Linked DNA regions of Sus scrofa: all the other regions are linked to region 1. The links are chromatin contacts, called in public HiChIP or PLAC-seq maps. All regions are on one chromosome and are shown on one strand. The core of a region is the stretch at or near the end of the contact, and the rest is flanking DNA. Distances in the headings are between cores, read along the strand shown. Region 1 has its middle 210 kb from the start of LRIG1. Region 2 overlaps LRIG1 (leucine-rich repeats and immunoglobulin-like domains protein 1). Region 3 overlaps LRIG1 (leucine-rich repeats and immunoglobulin-like domains protein 1).

Region 1 (3,863 bases), core at 243-2,742:
TTTTTTCTGGCTTTTTGTATACTATTGTCTCTGTTCTAGCTTTATTATTTAAAGGAAATAATAAGGTATGTGGGACTTTCATAAATATTATTACCTGTCAGATTCTGAGGGCTATCACTCTGTCTCAGAGCTCAAGGACCCCGCAGGTTAGTTCCAGAATCTTCAATAAAGGACCTCTACTACAGTTTCTGCTTTATCCACTTCAATCATAACACATTTGTAACAAATATAAACACCAAAACATCCCCCAAACAAAGAACACCTAACACCAAACTGCTTCCGCCCAAATCTACTGTGCTTTTTATGAGACTGTGTGTGGCTCCTGGCGATGCAATGATTTTGAACATCATTTTCAGGAAAGAATTCTTGCTACCAGTTGAGGTTCAGATTTATGGCTCTGTTCTTTGCCCTGAGGTGAGATGGAAGCGATATCAATGAGGTTCTAGTTTGGGGGTTGCTAGAAGCAAGTAACATGAGCCAATGATCAGGACCTAAAATCAGTAGAGCAGGGGAAAAAAAAGCCTGATGAAAAGAGAGAAATCAAGAAGGCACTCTATTTCTTGTTATTGTCTGTGTTACAATTCATTTTAAAATTAAGTAATCGTGTTATATTAGCACGAGAGAAAATAGTAGGTACCATTAAATGTATAAAGTAACATCAAAAAAGTTTTGCTCTTTAACCCTTAATCGATAACCAGTCTCACAGTCATGGCACCTCTATCACCTTCTTCCTAAACAGAGGGAGATTTTCAGAATCGAAATCTTATGTCATCTCAAAGGAATTTAATTAGAAATAATGATCATTACTATCATTTATTGAGCACCTCCTGAGGGCCTGGCACTATGTGAGGTCCTTGGCACACATGGGTCAATCAATATTTCTTGAGAGCCTAGGGTGTGCCAGGAATTATTCTAGATGCTAAAGATACAGCAGTGAACAAAAAACCCAGGGTCCCTGCTTTCTTAAAGTTTCTATCCTAGTAAGAGGAGACAGTCAACAAGTTAGCAAATGAACAAACAAACAGGAGACTCAATGCTATGCAGAGAATTAAAATATAGTAATGGGACAGAGAACTGCTGGGTAGTCAAGAAAGACCCCCATAAGTAGGGTATATTTAAACTGAAACTTTAATAAAAGGAAGATCCACCTCGTAGAAGGTGAGGGGGCAGAATTTAATCTTCATGATAACCTTAGCAATCCTATTGCAAAGAAGAGGAAAATGAAGCTCAGAGAGGCTAGGCAATTTCCTCTTAGGATGGTTGAGATTCAAACATTGTTCCCATGTCTGTGAAGCCCCACTCTGTCGGGAATAATGATGGTGCGTTCTGTTCACAAACGTCTCTCTCAAGAGATCATGAGTGTGGTTGTTACAAAGTGGGGGGGAGGGGGACAAAAAGACACGTGGTTTGGGACATGGGATATGAGTTTGTTGTTTCAGCTGTGACCAGTATGAGTGACATTTGAAAAGGGAAAGTGAACTGACTGGTGCACATCCAAAGAGCTTGTCCAGTCAGAGAACAGGGGGTAGCCTGGGTCCACACAGGCAGGGCCAGGCCAATACCCAGTGGCCAGGGTTTGAACCCTGTGGGTTTGGTATTACCTACAAGTGTTCCTGGAGGTAACACCTTCAGGCTTCTGACCCTCACATTTGATATCTATCCTTTTTTTTTTCTCTTTTTCTTTTGAGAGCCACACACACAGCATATTCAATTTCCCATGCTAGGGAGTCACTGCCAGCCTGCATCACAGCCAGAGCAACACCAGATCTGAGCTGCATTTGCAACCTACCCTGCAGCTTGTTGCAACGCCAGATCCTTAACTCACTGAGCAAGGCCATGGATTGAACCCACATCCTCATGGACACTATGTCGGGTTCTTAACCCACTGAGCCACAATGGGAACTCCTAATATCAATTGTTTTTACAGGAACAACTCCTAAGAAGACTGGTGACCTTTGAGAATTTCATGACCTGTCTTTGTCAGTTCATTAGCTTACCATCTCAAAGAGTAAAACATGAAAAGAAAAAAAATCTCACTAGCCTCAAATTCTCACATATTCTGGACTCACTGGCCATTTCTATCTTCTTTCAGGGATGTCTTTCTATTTTCTGCAAGCTTACGACTAGGGATTTGTGATAAACTTAGGCAACTGTTTAGAGCAGGGACCTGTTTTACTTCTCTTTACATCCTCTGTGGATTTGCATCGACACATTTCAATTTGAGAATCTCTGGTTCAGGACAGTGGTTCTCAATCTTGGGAACATATCAGAGCCACCCAATGAGATTTTAAAATGTTGATGCCCAGGCAACATTCTGTTCCAAACAAATTATATTCTCTAGGTGGTTAAGCTCATGTATCTGTGATTTTCATAGCTCCTTAGGTGATTCTAACATACAGTCAAGGTAGAGATGCCCTGGTCTGGAAACTCTCTCTGATGTAATTTGATGCAGTTTAGGCTCAGTATTGGAAAATCAGCCTTGAATGGTGCCTATAGAAATACATAATTCCAAATTCCCAAGAGCCACCTTAAACATTAGTCATCCTCTTTCCTTTGATCAGAAAGGCAAATAGGTAGCATGTATGCCTGCAGTTATTTTAAGAGCTCCACGTAGTAGAAGAGCTACTTGGAGAACTTGCTAAAAGGCAGACCTCTAGGTAGTTACTGATTCAGCACAGTCAGGGTGAGGCCTGGGAAACACTATTTTTAACATGCACCTATGTGATTCTGATGCAATTTACCCTTAGTTCAACTTTGAGAAACAATGCCTTGGTAGAGTGCTTCCCAACTGAGGGTGACTTCTTTAGCCTTCAGGGGACATTTGGCAATGGCTTGAGAAATTTTTGGTTGTCACACTGGTGTGTGTGTGTGTGTGTGTGTGTGTGTGTGTGTGTTTGTATGTGTTTATCTGTGTGTGTGCGCACGTGTTACAGGGATCTAGGGAGTAGAGGCCAGGGAAGCTGCTCAACATCTTATAATGCAGAGGACAGCCCCCACAATGAAGAATTTTCTGGCCCAATATGTCAATAGTGCTGAGGTTGAGAAATCTTGCCTTGGATGAACATCTCTTCTGATGTCAACCTTCTCAGCTGGCCTCAAAGAAAACTCTTAAAACTCTTTAGAACTCCCATAGCTCTTCCTGGTGTTAAAAATCATCTTTATGTGTGAGGTTCATCTCCTCTATATAAGAAAAATTTCTTTAGGCCAGGATCCTTGCTTCATTCTTTTTTGAATCTGCCCTCTTCCCTTCTCCAGCATGCAGCCTTCATTCTCTGAATGTTTATGCCGTTTCAAACAAAATTCATTGAAAATACCCTTGAGACTGACCACAAAATGGCTTTGTGAGTGGTCACCATAACTAGAGTTTGCAGAAGAAGGAAGACCCAGGGGCCTAATTTTCAGTCTCAAAGTCTAATATAAATTCTCCAGGTTTCACCTAAGAAAATGGCTCTGCACATTTTTATTTATTATTATTAACCTTCACCAAATATGATAGTTGCCTTCTGGACCTGCCTCAGGTGTCTGCAGGCAAGTCAGCCATGAGAACATGAAGACCACCCAAAATGTCCCACCATCGCACGAGGAATTTTGTTGGCTATGTCCACTGTGGTGTCTGGCCACCAGTTGGTACCTTGGAGCAGACTAACTCAGTCCCTAAGCCAACCCCGCATTCCAGGAAATCAAAAACCAGCAAATAACTACACCAGATCCATGAGGAAATCGGGCAAGAAAACAGTGTCCTCAGTGGCTTTCTAAATAGCCTGGTCATTGCCTTTGAAGATCTTTCAAGAAGATGCACTTAACCACAGAGTGAAGTGCGAAGGGTTCATTTGTTTGTTGACAGGAGCTGTCTCTATGCAGTC
Region 2 (3,728 bases), core at 1,130-3,629, 280 kb before region 1:
ATGATCCAGGTTCCTCACTGGAGCCAGAGGAGACAGGCTGGCAAACAGCATGATCTTACAGAGAACCGAGATTCACACTGTACCTCCTTAATTTTTTTACCTCTTCCCATGAGGGAGAAAGAAGCATATTGAAGCTGGCCAACACACCAGCCCTAACATTCAAGCAGGCATGCCCTTCGGCTCTCTCGGACAGTTATGGTGACTCACAAGAGTCCATGTGGTCAACCTCTGGAGCATCAACTCTTACTAGAAACAGCGAACATTCCATAATGTTACTTCAACATTAAGCTTTCAAAAATCAGCAAAATTCAAATTACAGCTCTTGCCTCATTTGAACTAAGAAAGAGTTTCACACAATCTAGCCCAGAAATGAGGGGAAAAAACAATACATCTGCCACCACTCCCATTCCTTCCCTCGCCATTCCCCAGAGTGACACCAGCATACATAGTTAATCAAACTCCACACCCAGCAGCCTGAGTACCCATGGCACTTTGCACCTGGCCCATCACTGTGCTGCCCTGGAATTCTTATGCCTGGAATAAGAATTCTTATTTTTATTCTCTGGCTTTACACCATAGCACCTAACCCCACTGCCACACGTACCAGATGCTCTGAGGGCTGATGAAAATGATCAGAATGAAGGTGTGTATACAATATTTCGATTGAGTACAAAAGCCAGTGCAGGGCAGAGCAGCCCTGGTGTCTACCTAAGGGGCTTCACTGTATTACTGCAAGCACCCAAAGATGTTAATCATTTCAAGAACACACAAGAAGATGATGATTTCTCCTCTGTTGAAAAATACAGCACTATCCAACAGGTCACAGCATCCGGGGTGGCTGCTGTTCTGTTTGTTTGCAGATGTTTTCATTAAATATTGCAGGCATACTGAAAAGGGCATAAACGGTAAAGGCAGAACTCGGTGCATTTTTATAAAATGTCTGCGCCCATGCACATGACAGATATAGAACATTTCCAACATCCCAGCCAGCTCCCTTCCATCACTTTCCTTGTCATTTATTCTTTCCAAAAAGAACCTTAATTTCTACAACCTGTGATTAATTTTTCCTATTGCTATACTTGATCTATTTGGAATCGTTCCCTATATATTCTCCTGTATCTGGCTATTTCAACTCCACATCATGAGATACATCCATGTAGTTGTACTGGCAGGACTTAATTCTTTTTCACCATTGTGTAGTATTTCTCTTGAGGGACTACATACTATATAAAGCAATTTGCTTTTCATTCTACTGCTGATGGACACTGAGTTATTTCCAGCTTGGGTTATTGCAAAAATCACAGTGATGCACAGGGACACGCATTTTCCACGTATCTTTTGGCACATATTTGCATGCATTTGTGCTAGGTGTCAATGTCTTGGGTGGCCCTGCTACACAGCTTTCAAGCACGCACATGTTTGGCCTCAGCAGACACCAGCGGTTTTCCTTTAAACCAAATTCCCCAAGGCTGAAATGAATCGGAAAAGCCATCTGATCCAAGGTGCCATGTTTCATGCAGTCTAGACCAATGACCTTTTTTCTCTTTCTCTTTTTTTTTTTTTTTTTTTTTTTTGCCACACCTGCAGCACATGAAAGTTCCCAGGCTAGTGGTCGAATCTGAGCTGTAGCTACCAGCCTAAGCCACAGCCAGAGCAATGCCAAATCTGAGCCACAGTCTGCGACATACACCACAGCTCACTGCAACGCTGGATCCGTAGCCCAGTGAACGAGGCCAGGGATTGAGCCTGAGTCCTTACCACTTTAGCCATAACAGGAACTTTTTTTTCAACCACTTTCTCAGATGCCACCACCCTTGTGTGTCCCTCGCCCTGTATCCCTCCCCCACCCAAAGCATTAGGAACACAGCCTAGGACCACAGAGCATGACAGAGCACAATCTCATCTTGTCCAGGTGTCAGAGTGATTTTATTATAAGTGGGGGCCTCATGAGCACCCAAGGGGGGGGGTGGGAGAGAATTAATAATTCTAAGTCCCAAATTGGTAAGAAAACTGACTGTGCCTGTTGTTGGGACCAGGGTCCATATGCACCTTGAAAATGAAGCTAAGGGAATTTTTAAAATAACACTTGAACCCAGGAGAGCTTTCCTAGGCCCAGGGAAGAAAAGTCTCTCTTCGCTGAATGACAGTAGAAAACATCACCTTCTCACAAGGCTGCTTTACATTCATCTCCTTAAAAATGAAAACCAAAACCATCTGTGCTCTTGCATACATCGATAATGTGCTCGAAGACACCAGTGCCTCATAAGAATGGCCCCGCCTGGGTTATTTGCTGGACAGGAAATGAGACTCCGAGTAAGCAGGTCTCCTTCTGTCTCTTGCTCACCCCCTCTCCCCCACAGCGGCTGCTGGTGAATCACCAGTTCCCTGGGGAATTTTGGCCGATTCTCAGCCTGGCTGCAGAGGACGTTCCGGATCTGTTTATTCAGGTGGAGATTGGATAAAAAACAAGAGCAGCCCAGTGGCGGGATAAACAGCCTCCGCCAGGCAGGGTCAGCCCCTTCGAAGGCAGGATGGGGCCACGTCAACCAACCTCCTGACCCATTCACTTCCTTCGGGGTTACTTTCCCCTTGGGGTCTTCAACGGACTGTTTCCATGAAGTCCTTGTGAAGGGGACCTAAGGTCCCATCCCTATGGAGGAGCCAGGCCCCAGACGCCTCAATACACCAGATCCTGCTTGCTTCTCCCACCCACCGGCTTATCCACAGGGAGCTGGAAAGCCATGATCTGGAATGAAGAAACCAAGGCACAGCCAAGAGTCAGCCACCACAGTTCTGTGAGGTTGAGAGTGACCCAAGCCACGAAGGACAGCAAATCATCAGGATCCAATCCAAACTACAGACACAGAACAAAAACAAACCTGCTGGGGAAATGCACATTGCCAAGTGAAAGATGTTAATCAGAAAAGGCAACCTAGTTGTATGCTTCCAAATACAGGACATTCTGGAAAAGGCAAAACTATGAGGACGGTAAAAAGATGAGTTGTTGCCAGGGACTTGGGAGAGAGAGAAATTTGAATGGGTGACACACAAGGGACTCTTAGGACAATGAAACGATTCTGTGTGATAACTGTAATGGTAAATACATATCACTGAATGTTTACAGAAGCCCCCAGAATGTCTAACACCAACAGTGAATTTTCACCAACACTATAGGTTTAGATAATAATAATGTATCAACACTGGCCCTTCAACTGTAACAATGCACCACACTAATGCAAGATGTTACTAACAAGAGTGGAAACTGGAGGGGGAAGGTAGATGCTTCCAAGGTCTCTGTACTTTCTTCTCCATTTTTCTGTAAACCTAAAACCGCCCTAGAAGTCTACTAATTATAAACAGAATGAAACAAAACCTCCTAAGGTATTAAGGAGTCCCAAGATCATTACATCATTAGGATGTAAGCTACACAGGGCTGAGATTTAGCAGGTTTTCTTTACTGCTATGTCTTTAGCACCTAGAACCATGCGTAGAACATAAATGACACTCAGACACTCAATAAATAGCTGTTGAACAAGCAAATGAATTAAGACTTGAGTTCAGTCTCCTATGTTCACCATTGCATTCTAGAACAGCAGAGTGTTATTCAGAAAATAAACAAACAAGGAGTTCCCGTTGTGGCTCAGCAGTAACAAACCCGACTAGTAACCATGAGGACGAGGGTTTGATCCCTGGCCCTGCTCAGTGGGTTAAGGATCTGGTGTAGCCTT
Region 3 (3,549 bases), core at 888-3,387, 320 kb before region 1:
TAGCTACAGATCTGCCTCATTTCCCGGATAAAGGACAGGCCAACGCATCAGTGAAAGGCTGTGTGAGGTTTTCAGAAGACCTTCTTCCACGGGGACCAAATCATTATTATTCTGGGGGTGGCTTAGCAGGGAGAGTGAACTAACCCTCCAGCCACAGAAACCCCTCTGATTCCCAAAGTGCCCTGTGACTGGCCAGAGTTTATCCTTGCCCTAGACCACACCCAGCCTGCCTGATCAGAGGGCAGCTTTTTTATGTAGAGTTTTATACCTAAACCTTTGGAAGGCTCTGCTCATTCGCTCACTTTTTTGCTTTTTTAATTAAAGAGATGGAACCACCTTTTTAAAATTATAGGCTGCTTGCTAAGGTTTTCTTAAAATAGAAATAGCCCCTACACTCACCTCCAGCTTCACACCACAGTCTGAGAACCTTGCCTCTTGGTACCATGACGTGGAAGAAAACTTCTCTCTCACATGTACACACACGCACATAGCCACACACACGTATATATACTTAGCACTATCAACAGTCGAACCTAAGACTGTCAGGGTGGCATTGGCAGAGATGGAGCCAGCTGAGTTCTGGGCGGTACAGCTATAAACTCCCATGTCATCAACTTTCACGTCAGTGATGAAAAACACGTCGTCGTCTGGCATGACATGCATGCGTCGCTCACGAGCTGCAGGGAAATCCGTGCCTCCGTCCTTCTGCCAGGCAATCTGGGGGTTAGGGTGGCCGGTGGCAGCACATTCAAGGCGGGCCATGGTGCCAGTCCGGATGGCAATATCATGGGGCATTTTGGTGAATGATGGCAACACTGCAGAACAGACAAATCCAGGGTCCAGCGGTTGGAAAGCTAGATGCAAAGGCTGGAAATATCCTCCGTCAAACTCACAGCCGCACCCCCCCCCGCCCCGCAAACCATGGTGTCAGCTCATCACACCGTGCCGCCCTTCGTGCCAGCATCTGCCCAGAACCACTGCTGCCCACTGTGGGTCAGAAGCAGAAGTTCCCAGGGGCTACCCAGCTTCTCCCAGGTCCCTCTGTGGCTATAGCCCCTCAAATGTAAGGCTTCCAGGAAACATTTCCCTGCTGTCCCTGAAGGAAATCAGTCTGTACAGGGAGACCCCATAAATGCCAGGGCCTGAAGCTTGCCTGCCTTAATCACCAGGAGTGAGACTGGGAAACAAAAATGTTTGCTCCTGCAAGACGCCAGGACAGAGGAAAGCAACAGAATGGCTCTTCCCTCTTGAGGAAAGCCCGTTTAGGAGAGGTGGTGTTGGAACTGTATTCCTGTATATGGGGGACTGAGAGCATTCTGCCAGCTTGTTTATCCCGAATACTCCCTGATACTCGTAAGCATCCAGCCAACTGTCGGATGGCACTCCAGTTCCCATTGAGATTGCTCTGGTGGGAATCTAACACTGCCCCAAGTTTCTGAGAAACAATGAGGACATGCTCATAGTAAGACAACCAGCCAAAGTGTGGTTTAAAAAAAAAAAAAGGAATTTTTGTGGTAAGAGCTTCCACAGCAGTTGAGCACTTTTTAATGACAGGTTCAATAATCAAGAGAATCCTAAGTTACTAGGATGAGGGGTTAACTTCTCAAGCTATTTACCTCTCTCCTTCTACCCTAAACTCACTACAAAATGAAAGCCCTGAAGCAAGCCATCTTGACAGACTCTAAAACTGGTGACTGAGTACAATCCTTGAAACACCTGCAGGCCATTCTTCCAGCAAGCAGGCACTCACACTTCCTTGCCCTCCTCAGCCTCTGGAGAGGCAGGTGCCCAGCTGTCCCACCCAGGTTGGCCTCTGGCCCCAAGGCCATGCTATCTCAAAGAAGAGCAGTTTTCCCAGCATCAGGGCATACTTGGAATCTGGATACCAGACATCCTGCATTACGGAGAATGAAAAAAAAAAAAAAAAATACAAGGCTTGGGCCTAAATGTCACTTGACATAGTCACTGGATTAAAAAAAAAAATCACCCCAAACAAAGAATCCACTGAAAATAACCCTGCCTGCCATCTACACCACTGGCTCTGGGCCCAAGCCAGGAAAGGGTGCAGTGGAACAGTGACACAGTGAAGCAGGTGTGTCTCCTGCCCAGCCACTGCCACATGATGGTAGAACAGTGTGGCTTCGGAGGAATGTGTCACCCCAATGAAAGACAGCACTTCCTACCGTTCACAGTGAGCCTGGCCTTGTGGGAGTAGGTAGAGCCAAAGTGGTTGGTGATGACACACTGGTAGCGGCCCTCATGCCCGAAAGTGACGCGGCGCAGGTGCAGGATGGTGGTGTACTCCATCACCTCCCCATCTTGGGCGCGGACGTGGGCGAAGTTCTCCATGTCCGCATTGGCCAGCACTTCGCTGTCCTTCTTCCAGGCAAACGTCATGGGGGAGCTGCTGCTGCTGGCAGCCGAGCAGGTGAAGCGGATGTCCCTGCCCACCACGGCTGTCGTCGTCTCTGGCTGGGTGATGATCTGTGGCTTGGGTAAGTCATCTGGGGGAGAAAAGAGCCATGCATAAGTCGCTCGGACTCTTTAGGACATAGGGACCAGCTGCTGTTCAAGTTGACAAGAAACTGAGACACTGTGCAGGGACCAGACCTTCCTGGGTCCTTGTGCCCCCTCAGCTCCACTAACACTATAAAGGACTTGCACCACAGCTGTCAGACCATATCCAGTTACAGATCCACGAGCACCTTCCTTGGTTACAACAAACACATCCGCCAGTACTCGGTTATCAAAGCAGTCTGCAGTTTCCACAAGAAGACTGGAGCTCGCTTCACTTGATTACTGTCATAAAAAACCCACTCACACAATTGGGAACCATTGTGATAGCAAGGGCCTCACCTACCAAAGCTGCATCCCCAGGGCTGCATTTGTTTGACACAATACAGTTTACTTTGCAAGAGAAGCCCAGGGCATGTGGTGAGAGCAATCAGCAATCAGGGATGAGGCAGGAACATCAGCTGGAAGCAACTAGAAGCTGTCCAGAAAATGACAAAGGAAGCTGGTAAAGATTCACCAGAGGGGCTTTAAAAAGATCTAACACATTCTTGAGGACAGAGAAGGCCACCTGCAAATGCAGGCCTATGTGTAGGCCCAGGGAAGACCTGAGAGGGTCCTGATTGCTTCTCTGTGACTGACCCTCATCAAAGATCAGTGCAAACTGATCAGCACACAACAGAGATGCTGGGCAAAGGATGGGAGACTGAAATCTCAAGTAATTTAAGGACTCTGTCCAGTCATTATTAGCAAGCCACATAGGGACTTCCATGGCTGTACAGAACAGATAATACAACATTTATCCAGAAAAGTCACCAAATAAATACACTGTAACAGTAAACAGAACAAACCCCAGGGAAGGACACAAGGAGGATGTGATTTCCAGACTTGCCACATTATTTTAAATACTCAATTTTCAACAACAACCACAAAAACAAAACATGCAAAGAAACAAGGAGAAAGCAGTCAATAGAAAATGTCCCTGAGGGAGTCCAAATCTTGTACCTACTAAATAAAGACTTTAAGTTGACTTTATAA

What was found. HiChIP or PLAC-seq counts read pairs in DNA pulled down with a chosen protein or histone mark.
Region 2: a contact with region 1 is called in an H3K27ac HiChIP or PLAC-seq map of skeletal muscle. The contact joins two enhancer-like sites. A contact is called at or near these places in 2 of 47 Hi-C or Micro-C datasets (fetal heart ventricle and psoas muscle) and 1 of 2 datasets of contacts at active chromatin or transcription factors (skeletal muscle).
Region 3: an H3K27ac HiChIP or PLAC-seq map of skeletal muscle shows a contact between it and region 1. The contact joins two enhancer-like sites. A contact is called at or near these places in 1 of 47 Hi-C or Micro-C datasets (skeletal muscle) and 1 of 2 datasets of contacts at active chromatin or transcription factors (skeletal muscle).

What each region holds. Positions count from the first base shown.
Region 1 is chr13:48,237,314-48,241,176 of Sscrofa11.1, forward strand. No RefSeq gene overlaps it. Among named protein-coding and RNA genes, the nearest start is that of LRIG1, 210 kb to the left of the region's middle. Within about 2 kb of position 1,493, at least 1 of the 83 cell types and tissues checked has an H3K27ac peak or open chromatin away from gene starts, as enhancers often do. A contact at or near this core is called in skeletal muscle, where this site is marked.
Region 2 is chr13:47,951,767-47,955,494 of Sscrofa11.1, forward strand. All of the region lies in intron 3 of LRIG1 (leucine-rich repeats and immunoglobulin-like domains protein 1), which reads right to left. Among named protein-coding and RNA genes, the nearest start is that of LRIG1, 74 kb to the right of the region's middle. Within about 2 kb of position 2,380, at least 13 of the 83 cell types and tissues checked have an H3K27ac peak or open chromatin away from gene starts, as enhancers often do. A contact at or near this core is called in skeletal muscle, where this site is marked.
Region 3 is chr13:47,913,569-47,917,117 of Sscrofa11.1, forward strand. LRIG1 (leucine-rich repeats and immunoglobulin-like domains protein 1) reads right to left here. Exons shown (of 20, transcript XM_005669717.3): 14 at 2,184-2,504; 15 at 534-815. Among named protein-coding and RNA genes, the nearest start is that of LRIG1, 110 kb to the right of the region's middle. Within about 2 kb of position 2,138, at least 1 of the 83 cell types and tissues checked has an H3K27ac peak or open chromatin away from gene starts, as enhancers often do. A contact at or near this core is called in skeletal muscle, where this site is marked.